2 separate regions of the Danio rerio genome follow, and region 1 is linked to region 2. A link is a contact called in public Micro-C data. All regions are on one chromosome and are shown on one strand. Each heading gives the region's core, a stretch centred on a gene start, on an enhancer-like site or on the middle of the called end of the contact. The rest is flanking DNA. Distances are from core to core; before and after follow the strand shown.

Region 1 (4,993 bases), core at 1,360-3,859, 190 kb before region 2:
ATATATCTTATTATTTTTTCCAGAGATGGGTTGTGGCTGGAATGGCATCTGCTGTGTAAAAATGTGCTGGATGGGTTGGCGGTTCATTCCGCTGTGGTGACACCGGCTTAATAAAGGAACTAAGCTGACAAAAAAATGGATGAATGAATGAATATCTTATTATTCATGCATCTAGTAATGGTTACTATGTATGTTAATAAATGCTTTATTAACTCAACTTCATATAGTTTTGTGACGTAATCTAAAGTGAAGTCTATGTATGCTTCATTAATCCCTTATAAATGACAATTAAAGTCTCAGTATCAAATGAACAATACATCAATGCAATCTTATCTAAACAGTTAAATTACTGTCAAGTTTAAACATTGCTGAATAACAGGAATGTCAAAATGCTACAAAAAATTGGATTAAAAAAACAATATAATAATTTAACAATATAATAGGATGCAATATTTAAACTGTACAGTCATTTTATTTTAGATAAGGTTGCAAAGATTTGTTTTTTTATTTAATACAGTTTCATTTATGTATCTTTAAATGAACAGAAATGAATAAAGTCATTTATTTCTTTTTTTTTTCCTGTTTAGAATTTAACTGAGCCTTTACTTGTCATTTATGAGAGATGTATAAAGCATTATTAGTCCTCAAATTAGATTTAATTAAAAAACTGGATGAAGTTGAGTTAATAAAGCATTTATTAACATACAAATTAACTATTAGTTTACGCCTGAATAATAACATGAATGCTTATTTAAATAGTTTATTAATCATTTACTAACTCATTCTGAATCATCTTAAAAAACAATACTTAATTTAGTAATGAAAAATAAATCATTAACAAAGTATGAAAGTACAATTATTAAGCACATTCAGATGTTGTTTTAAGTCAAGAATAGAGCATTTGTAGCTGCAGTTATGAACGGCTTACTAGCGTTTTAATTCTTAACAAAGAATAATATCATTAATGCCAATGCTTAATAAATGATTCATAGCGTGTAGTTATTATGAAGTGTTACCAAAAACAATTCTAGCAACATTTTAGCTTATAGCTTTACTACATCTTCATCCAGGGCCGGAGTGGGACTCTTTTTTAGCCCTGGAGTTTCAAGCCTTAGACCGGCCCACCTCAGTTCACCACTGACACTTCTTAAAATAAGGTCATTTCCAATTCAGTTTCTAATTACACTATCAGGTCTTTTTTTTTTTTTTTGAGAAAACAGCTGTTTTAGAACTACAGATGTTCAACAACCCTTACAGTATTATATGTCTTAACAATAAAAATGAAAAAAAAAATCTTCGTAGACGGGGACCGCACTCTGGTTGGCCGCGTCGTAACCTAACGTGCTAACCACTGTACCACAACAGCTATTCAATAGAGGGTGGCTCATCTAGTTATATCATCATTAACCTGCAGGCTGCATCTTGCTCACGGGGCTACGAGAAAATAGGTAAAAAGAGCAGAGCTGCGGTAAAAAAAAATAAATTAGAAGGCTGTGGTCAAGTAAATAAATAAATTATATTTAAAAAGTGTGACTGCTGAGAGTAATAGATTGTGGAGCTAGGGACACCGGCCCTCGTGGCCAAAAAACGGACCGGCCCACCGGGAATTCTCCCGATCCTCCCGATTAGCCAATCCGGGCCTGTCTTCATCCCTACTAAAGGTGTCAATATGGCTAAAAAACACATCAGTATTTACTATAAATGACTAAAGTATATTTTTATGTGAGTGTCTGACAACTGAAAATAGATCATGGCAGCAGATATCGCAGCCTCTCTTACTATTTACCTTGCACTTTTACCCATTTGCCTAACATTTGCTACAACTCTAATGCCTAACTGTTAAATTGTTAAAATGACTATAATTAAATTAAACAAATCTTAAGATTCAAATATTTTATATTCTTTAAAAGAGTACTTGCTTTGTGATTCTGGCATTAAACTGTATAAAGAGTGGCATAAAAATAGTCTTAAAAAGTCAATAATATTGTTTATCGCAATACATTTTGATGCAATATATTGTACAACAAAAAAGAAATATTGTGACAGGCCTAGCATCTTCGAAGGTCTGAAGATTGGGAAAACATCTACAAGACTGGAGGCATGATACAACAATCTGTTTCCAAAATCCAACAACCCTTTGCTTATAAAGGAAACCTGAATGACATTGCAAAAGTATCATGTCAGTTCAACCACTCATTCGAATGCTTTTTGCAAATACTCAGTTGAAAAAAATGACCCAGAAAACAAACATCTGAGGCATTTAGCAGCTAAATTCCTGCCAGAAATGGTATGAGCCAGCTGATGATGACATAACCGCAGTGTTTCACACACATAAGCAGTCTCCATTAGCCTCTTATCAGTCATTGCTCTATTTTAAGATCTATCTGTTGCGATACCAGAAGGGCCAAAAGTCACAGCTATTTGGATGCCACGTCAATGGAAAAAGCAGGAGCAGAACTTGGAATGCTTAGAAAAGATGAAAACGAGGTCTTGTCTACCAGTCTGACCTCTGTCTGTCTAGTCCACTCATCTGTACGTCTTTCTGTAGATCAATCTAGGCAAGGAGAAAGATGTCATTGTGTTGGAGAGAGGGAAGGGCTCATCCTTTCTGCCGGCAGAGGAAGCTGTGGCAGGGGCAGGACGCTTACACAGCAATGACCTCATCGTCCTGGGCTGTCTACGGTTACCAGAAACAACAGCATTCCCGTAATGAGTGGGCGATGGAAAACAAGTTGGATATTGTTTAGGTTTGTTTTAGGATGAAGCAATGAACAGCCTGAGGAGAGTTAGGAAAAAGAAGAAGAATATGCTGTGTCAGAGGAAATGTGTTTGGATTTACACAGAGACTCTGAAGAGTCTTTGTCACTTTGCACTTTTCCAGACAATGTACAATCAAGTTGGTCACAAAATGGCGGATAATAAAACAAAAGTCCAATGCAGGTAACAGTGATGCAATATTGACACACTTTCTGAGTCACTCCCGAGTCCTGTCTGCCTGGAAATCAAGTCCTACGCAATGACAAGACAAAGCATTCTTTTAATCATACACAAGAAATTTGTAATATCTCATCTTTACGCAAGGTACATGAAAACTGACCTCATGGAAAGGTTATTATAATTCAGCAATAGTTTTAAACCCGCTGTGATTTCCTGCTTAGTTTAAATTAGTTTTGTTAGTATTATTACTTAGTTTTAATTTAGTTTTTATTTAACTAAACAAAATTAGTTCAGAAACTCAAAACCACATGAGTTGATGACAGAATTTCTATTTTTGGGTGAATGATTATGTATATGGGTGAACTATTAACTATTATTTAATATTATTAATTAATATTATCATTAATATTAATTAATAAAGTATTTAGGTAAACATGCCCAGTTTACATTTTTCACAAAACTTGTTTTATGTTTATATGGAAAATATGTTTCTGTATATATAATGTATATGTAGTCATGAGCTTGACTGAAAAGCACATCTACAGACACTTTCATAAACGGTCATGGGTCAGACTTTCCACCACAGAATGAGTGCTTATTAATTCTTAAAATGATTCTTATTTTTCTGAATTGTTCTTAGTTTTAGTTTTTCATTTATTGTACATTTTTATTTTATTTTAGTTAACTAAAATATATTTTTTTAAATAATAGTCTGAATTTTAGTTTTCATTTACTTAAATAACCTTGCCTTGTGGTATTAAATCCAACAATGAGACAATGAAAAGCATTTAAATAAGTGAATTTAAATAACAGATAGAAAAACTGCAAGATTTATTTGAGGGTTTTTATGTAAAAGCTTTATGTATTAAGGGACAATTCCCCCAAAATGTAAATTTTGCCATCATTTTTCAACTTTTGTTCCAAACCTCTTTGCATTTCCGTCTCCTTTTGAACACAAGACATTTTATTTACAGTGTGCTAGATATTATTGTCGAGCAAGTTATTGTCCTAGATCTTTAAGACAATTCTATGACTAATACTGTAATTGTCCAACAATTCAAAATCATTTTATGAGGGATTTGAGTGTGTTTTAAACCAGTGGTTCTCAACCTTACTTTGGGATCCACTTCTTTCTACGATCAATTTTTGGAGGCCCATCTCTCTGACATTTGCTCTAAAATGTTTGTATAAAATGCTCATTTAAACCTTTATTTATTGACAAATATTATATTATATTATATTATATTATATTATATTATATTATATTATATTATATTATATTATATTATATTATATTACATTATATTTAGTATATTATATGTAGTATATTATATTATATTATATTATATTATATTATATTATATTATATTATATTATATTATATCATAATATATTATATATATTCTAATATTTTCTATTATCAGCATTTTATAAAATATATATTTTATTTAAATTTAATTATATATAAAACTAGAACTATATTATATATAGTTTTATTATAATTTTTTTTTAAACAAAGACAGATTAAAAAAGGTCAACAGGAAGATCGCAAAAGACCAGCTTCTGCATTAAACTAGACTGACATAAATTATGATTATTCCCTATTAAATATATACTATTCAAAAATGTACAGACAAATGTAAAGTACAGTAAAACACCCTAAATCTGTTAAAACACATTAGCACATATAATCCGTAAACTCCACCCATTAAAATAACGGCTTGGTCTTTATACTGTAAAAATTATGACCATATTTAATTATTGATTGTTGGCCACAAATATCGTTATTGTGATAATAATACGATTAATTGTGCAGCCCTAGCTGATTGGTTATGTGTCATGCCCCATCCCTGAACACACACACCCCAAAGAAAGAGAGATCCTATGGCTATTAGAGACACAGCTAGCATTTAAACTACTTTAGTGTTCTTAATGATAGTAACACACATTTTATTGTCAGTAACGGCAATGGCGTAGTAACATGGAAACAGTAATTCAATTGAGTACTCGTTACTGAAAAAAGTAATGCCATTATTTAAAGTGCGGTTATTCCCAC
Region 2 (4,960 bases), core at 1,705-4,204:
GAAATTTCTCTAACTTCATATCTATCCTGCACAATAATCCTGCTGGAACTGTATATTTTAATATACATGTAGGATTGTAATTTTTGCAGGAATAATCCATGCATAAATGTTGTTTCCTTCATAAAATTCCTACATGTATTCCTACAGGAAAATGAGCTGAAAATCTGCATAATACTCCTGCAGGATTCCATTTTTTTTTTTTTTTTTGGTAAGGGAATGTGTGTAAATTTATATTTATTCAGTTTTTAAATTAATTTCAGTACAATTATTGACTAATATAAAAATATTATTATTATTATTTTACAATACAGTTTGTAAAGTAATATTCTCTGTCTTTAAGTAGATACATTAGATCCGCTAAAAATGTCCACAGATTCTGTCTGGCCATACAAACAGCAATGTGCAACTCATTTCTTTTTTAAAAAGAGATTGTTCTCTAGTGGTCAAAATGTGTTCCTACATCTCCATTTTGTATATAGCAGACATATTAGCACTACAGTAGCCTGTCCCTGCTGAAAAATATATATTAATAGAAATAGAAAAATAGCCCAGGCTGGTTGGCTGGTTTTAGCTGGTTGACCAGCCTGGTTTTAGAGCGGTTTTGGCCATTTCCAGGCTGGAAAATGACCGGCCAAATCCAGCTTGATCAGCCTGGTTTAAACTGGATATAGCTGGTTTTGGCTGGACTCCCAGCTTGGCTTGGCTGGTCAAGCTGGTTTAAGCTGGTCATCTCCCAGCCTGACCAGCTAAGACCAGGCTGGAAATGGCTGGAAACCAGCCTGGAAGTGGCCAAAACCCCTCTAAAACCAGCCTGGTCGACCAGCTAAAACCGGCCAACCAGCCTAGGCTGGTTTAAGCTGGATTTTTCAGCAGGGGTACTTTAAAGCAGAAGCCACATGATCATAGTCCGTAGACCTATTTTCAACTAAAACTTACTTTACTTACTTATTTTCGTTATTGCTATAGAACTTTAGTTGCACAGACAAATCTAATTGTTTTCTGTTATAGGCCTATGGCCTATAGGCCTTGGCTATAGGCCAAGCAACGCCCATCGGCTCCATCAAGAAACATTTATTCATTCATTCATTCATTAATTTTCCTTCAGTTTAGTCCCTTTATTAATCTGGGGTCGCCACAGTAGAATGAATCGCCAACTTATCCAGCATATTTTTTATGCATTGAATGCCCTTCCAACCCAATACTGGAAAACATCCATACATACTCATACACTACAGCCAGTTTAGTTTATTCAATTCACCTATAGGTCATGTCTATGGACTGGAGAAAACACACGCAAACACGGGGAGAACATACAAACTCCACACAGAAATGCCAACGGACTCAGCTGGGAGTCTGGGACCAACGACCTTCTTGCTGTGAGGTGGCAGTGCTAAACACAGAGCCACCACGTCACCCTATTCTTTCACATTTTTCCCCCAACACTATGTTATTAGTTGCATTGTATGGTATATTATGTTTTTATTAGTGATCTGTCTTGACATTTAATTCAGCAAAGTTTTATATGTACAAAATTAATACATGTAGGTATGCTATAATAAAAAGTAACTATGACGAAGTGTTGAGCGGAGGGGTCATTAGTTATTAACTACTATATTTATTTATTTGTTTGCTTGCATTTTCAGAACCATGACAAAATTACAGCCATTTTAAAGACAAAATGACTACAAACAGTAAAAAAAACAAATAAAAATACTTAATTTATCTTTACTTTATTGCTATCAAAATAGTCTGGGTCTATAAACAACTGCCAGTGTGCGTTCCTTATTAGAACTTAATCAGCAAAGGTAAGTTTAGATAGTTTTTTTTATTTAAAATACATTTGTAGTAATATAAACAATAAATAAAAAGTATATACTGTACTGTATGTGTGTTTAGGTGGGCTTAGGGCAGCTGTCAAAAAAAAACAAGAAGGTTAAGCGACTTGAACTTGCTCAAGATGTCAGTACTGTAAACAGTGTGTGTGCATTCATGCGTGTGTGTGTGTGTGTGTGTGTGTGTGTGAATATTATCCCTTAATTAACTTAATTCGTTTTGTGGTATGTTATTTATCGACTATATATAGACATGGGACGATAACCGGTTACAAGGTTTACCATGGCTTTTTAATCAATTTTTTTAAGGTGCAATCTGTGGTTTTGAAACTAACGAAGATAGCAGAAATCAATGATTTATTTGACATGTTTATTGTTCCAAAATATTTTAAATCTTTTCTAAGATAAAATATATTGTGTTCAAGTTGTTGATGTTGTGTTTTACTCAAACATTTAAAAATAAAGTATTTTAGAGCAATAATCACAATAGTGATACCGTGATATTTTTATCCAAGGTTATCGTACCACCAGAAACTTATACCGGCCCATATGCTAATATATAAACATAAACATAAAGAAATTTTTGTCAAGTCTCATAACACCACACCAAAATACATGTTACTTCAGAAGTGTTTCTGGCCGGTTGACATATTTAAATAGCATCATATAAAGAAAATTACTCTTGCAAACTACAATACAATCAAAAGAACTAAAAAAGAATAATACTGTAGTACAAGGGTGTTCAATCTCGGTCTTGAAGGGCCGGTGTCCAGTAAAGTTTAGTTCCAATCCCATTTAGACACACATGGACTGGTTCAAGCTCTTACAAGGCTTTCTAGAAACATCCTTGCAGGTGTGTTGAGGCAAGTTTGAGCTAAAATCTTCAGGACACCGGCAATCCAGGACCGAGTTTGGCATGGAAGGCATTAAAATGAGCCTGTAAGCACAACTGCATCCATGAAAGTGCTCTTCGTGTGCCCAAAAACATGAGTTATTAAAAAGCTTTTCTTACCCCTTTAAGATATTACAGGCCCGCCTCATTCTAGAACGCAATGACATCAGTGGTTTAAGCAACCAATGAAAAAGCACGACGAGCATAAGATAGAGAGAGTAGTGTGTGTAGTGCGGATGCGTATGTGTGTGTGTGCGCGCGCGTGTGTGTGAGTGAGTGAGTGCGTTTGAAATTCTATAGAGACTTTTTATTTTAGTTATACACATTTCATCTTTCGTGTGTCGATTAAGATTGACTTTACACATCAATGGAATATAACAGCGTGTTTGATGAGTGATGTCACTGCCGCTGGACAACTCAACACGACACAGGACTTAAATAGTCATTTCTAATTAGTTTACCTTCGTCAGAGAAATGGATTTTCAGACCAATCGACGAGATTTTCTTTAAACTTGAACTTTAAAACCCGAAGCGGTCCCGCACGGATGTCTGGTGTTGTTTTGGCGCTGATGAACTCATGATATTTGTTTATTTGGGTTCCAGCACGAGTTTGTTTGCATGGAGCTGAACATCTCTGAATACACACATCATTATTGACTGTTCTTAGAAAGAGCTGATCAACTCAGGGCATGTGTCTCAGAGATGAATCTTTAATTTCTTGAAGTGATCTTAAACTGAGAGCAATCAAGGACAGGCAGAATGCTGAAGACCCTCACTAAAAAACTCAGAAGACACTCACTAAATGAGATCCACCCTTTTCAACTAAAGGTAAGCCAGAAAATAATTATATAAAACAATTTACTATGTTATAAAAAAAACTATGCATGTGAATTCACTGTAGTCACAATAATATGCCTTTCTAGGCCAAGATTCCTGTAGTGTAAATTAATATTTTTTACTTGGTATAGTTACAAATCTGGCCACATTTTTAAAATACAATGTCAATGTTTTTCTGCTTTTACATTAATAAGCGCAATATAATACTAATTAAATGATAACTTTTGTTGAACAAACAAACAACATGTAATAAACAGTTTATAGTACTGTATAAACATTATAAAATGAAGTGTTTCCACAAAGCTGCTGTATTGTGGCACATTGCATAGTCTTCCTATTTATCACATTCATGTACCATTGTTCTACTATTTGTTTGTCTATAGCTCAAGGTGGATTTGTTACAAGCACTAGAGACTGACTAGTTTAAAACTTACCCACTTATTTACACTGCTAGGCATATTTACCCAAGCTATCATCACACATACATTTCTTGTGAAACTGGGAGTTAACAAACATGAAAGACTTGCTTCAGAGACTATTGAAAAACAATAAACTACATTTAAAAATAATATATATATATATACATATATATATATATATATATATATATAATTACACACACAGGGCTTGGAAAACGAAACTAGTGTTGAAAGGCTCATGACTAAATGGCTAAACCAGTCTGGTGGCACATTGATTGCACATTCCACCAGTAAGAGCATAGTGTGAAGGTTTAATTAGCAATAGAACAGTCTTGCTTAAAATATTTCAATGCACACAACAATATGGGTGACTTATGAGTTCAAAGGAGACAAATTTGTGGTGTGTGTCTCGCTGGCACATTTGTGATGAAGTAAGCAAGTCTTTGTGATGTGAGCCACAGTATTCAGTGTAGGCATGGGCCGGTATAAGATTCTGACGGTATGTTAACCTTGGATAAAAATATCACGGTTTCATGGTTTTACGGTATTGTGATTTTTCGCTCTAAAATATATTATTTTTAATTGTCTGGGTAAAAGCAAACTCTTGTTTTATACAGTTCTTTTTATTAGCACATATATCTCACAAATGCAATGTTACATAAACAATGTTAAAGACAATGAGAGTGTCTCAATGTTTTAAAAGCTAAAATATAACATTTATACATAACATAAAATTATGCATAAAAACATAAAAACATGGAGAACTTTTTAACAAATGTCATTGTAATGATGTGAGGAAGAAAATTAAACCATTTTGCTAAGTAGTTAATCAATGTTAATTCTGTTAAACGTTTTTTTTCAGATGGATTTGTTGTTTGTACTGTGGCTATAGCTTTACATGGACCGTTTACATGAAAATTATGCTGTTGGAGCAGTAAACATGTCAGGCTGCTCTCTTCATTAGTTTCAAAAACACACAT

What was found. A called contact is a pair of places that touch in the nucleus more often than the background predicts.
Region 1: a contact with region 2 is called in a Micro-C map of caudal fin, with 3 times the contacts expected there. The contact joins the enhancer-like site here to the promoter of si:dkey-16j16.4 in region 2. A contact is called at or near these places in 2 of 18 Hi-C or Micro-C datasets (caudal fin and an unstated tissue).

The regions. Positions count from the first base shown.
Region 1 is chr17:44,451,392-44,456,384 of GRCz12tu, reverse strand. All of the region lies in intron 4 of babam2 (BRISC and BRCA1 A complex member 2), which reads right to left. Among named protein-coding and RNA genes, the nearest start is that of babam2, 61 kb to the right of the region's middle. Within about 2 kb of position 2,609, at least 18 of the 62 cell types and tissues checked have an H3K27ac peak or open chromatin away from gene starts, as enhancers often do. A contact at or near this core is called in caudal fin, where this site is marked.
Region 2 is chr17:44,263,903-44,268,862 of GRCz12tu, reverse strand. It overlaps si:dkey-16j16.4, which reads left to right and starts at 2,954. Exons shown (of 5, transcript XM_002665221.7): 1 at 2,954-3,552. The coding sequence starts at 3,484.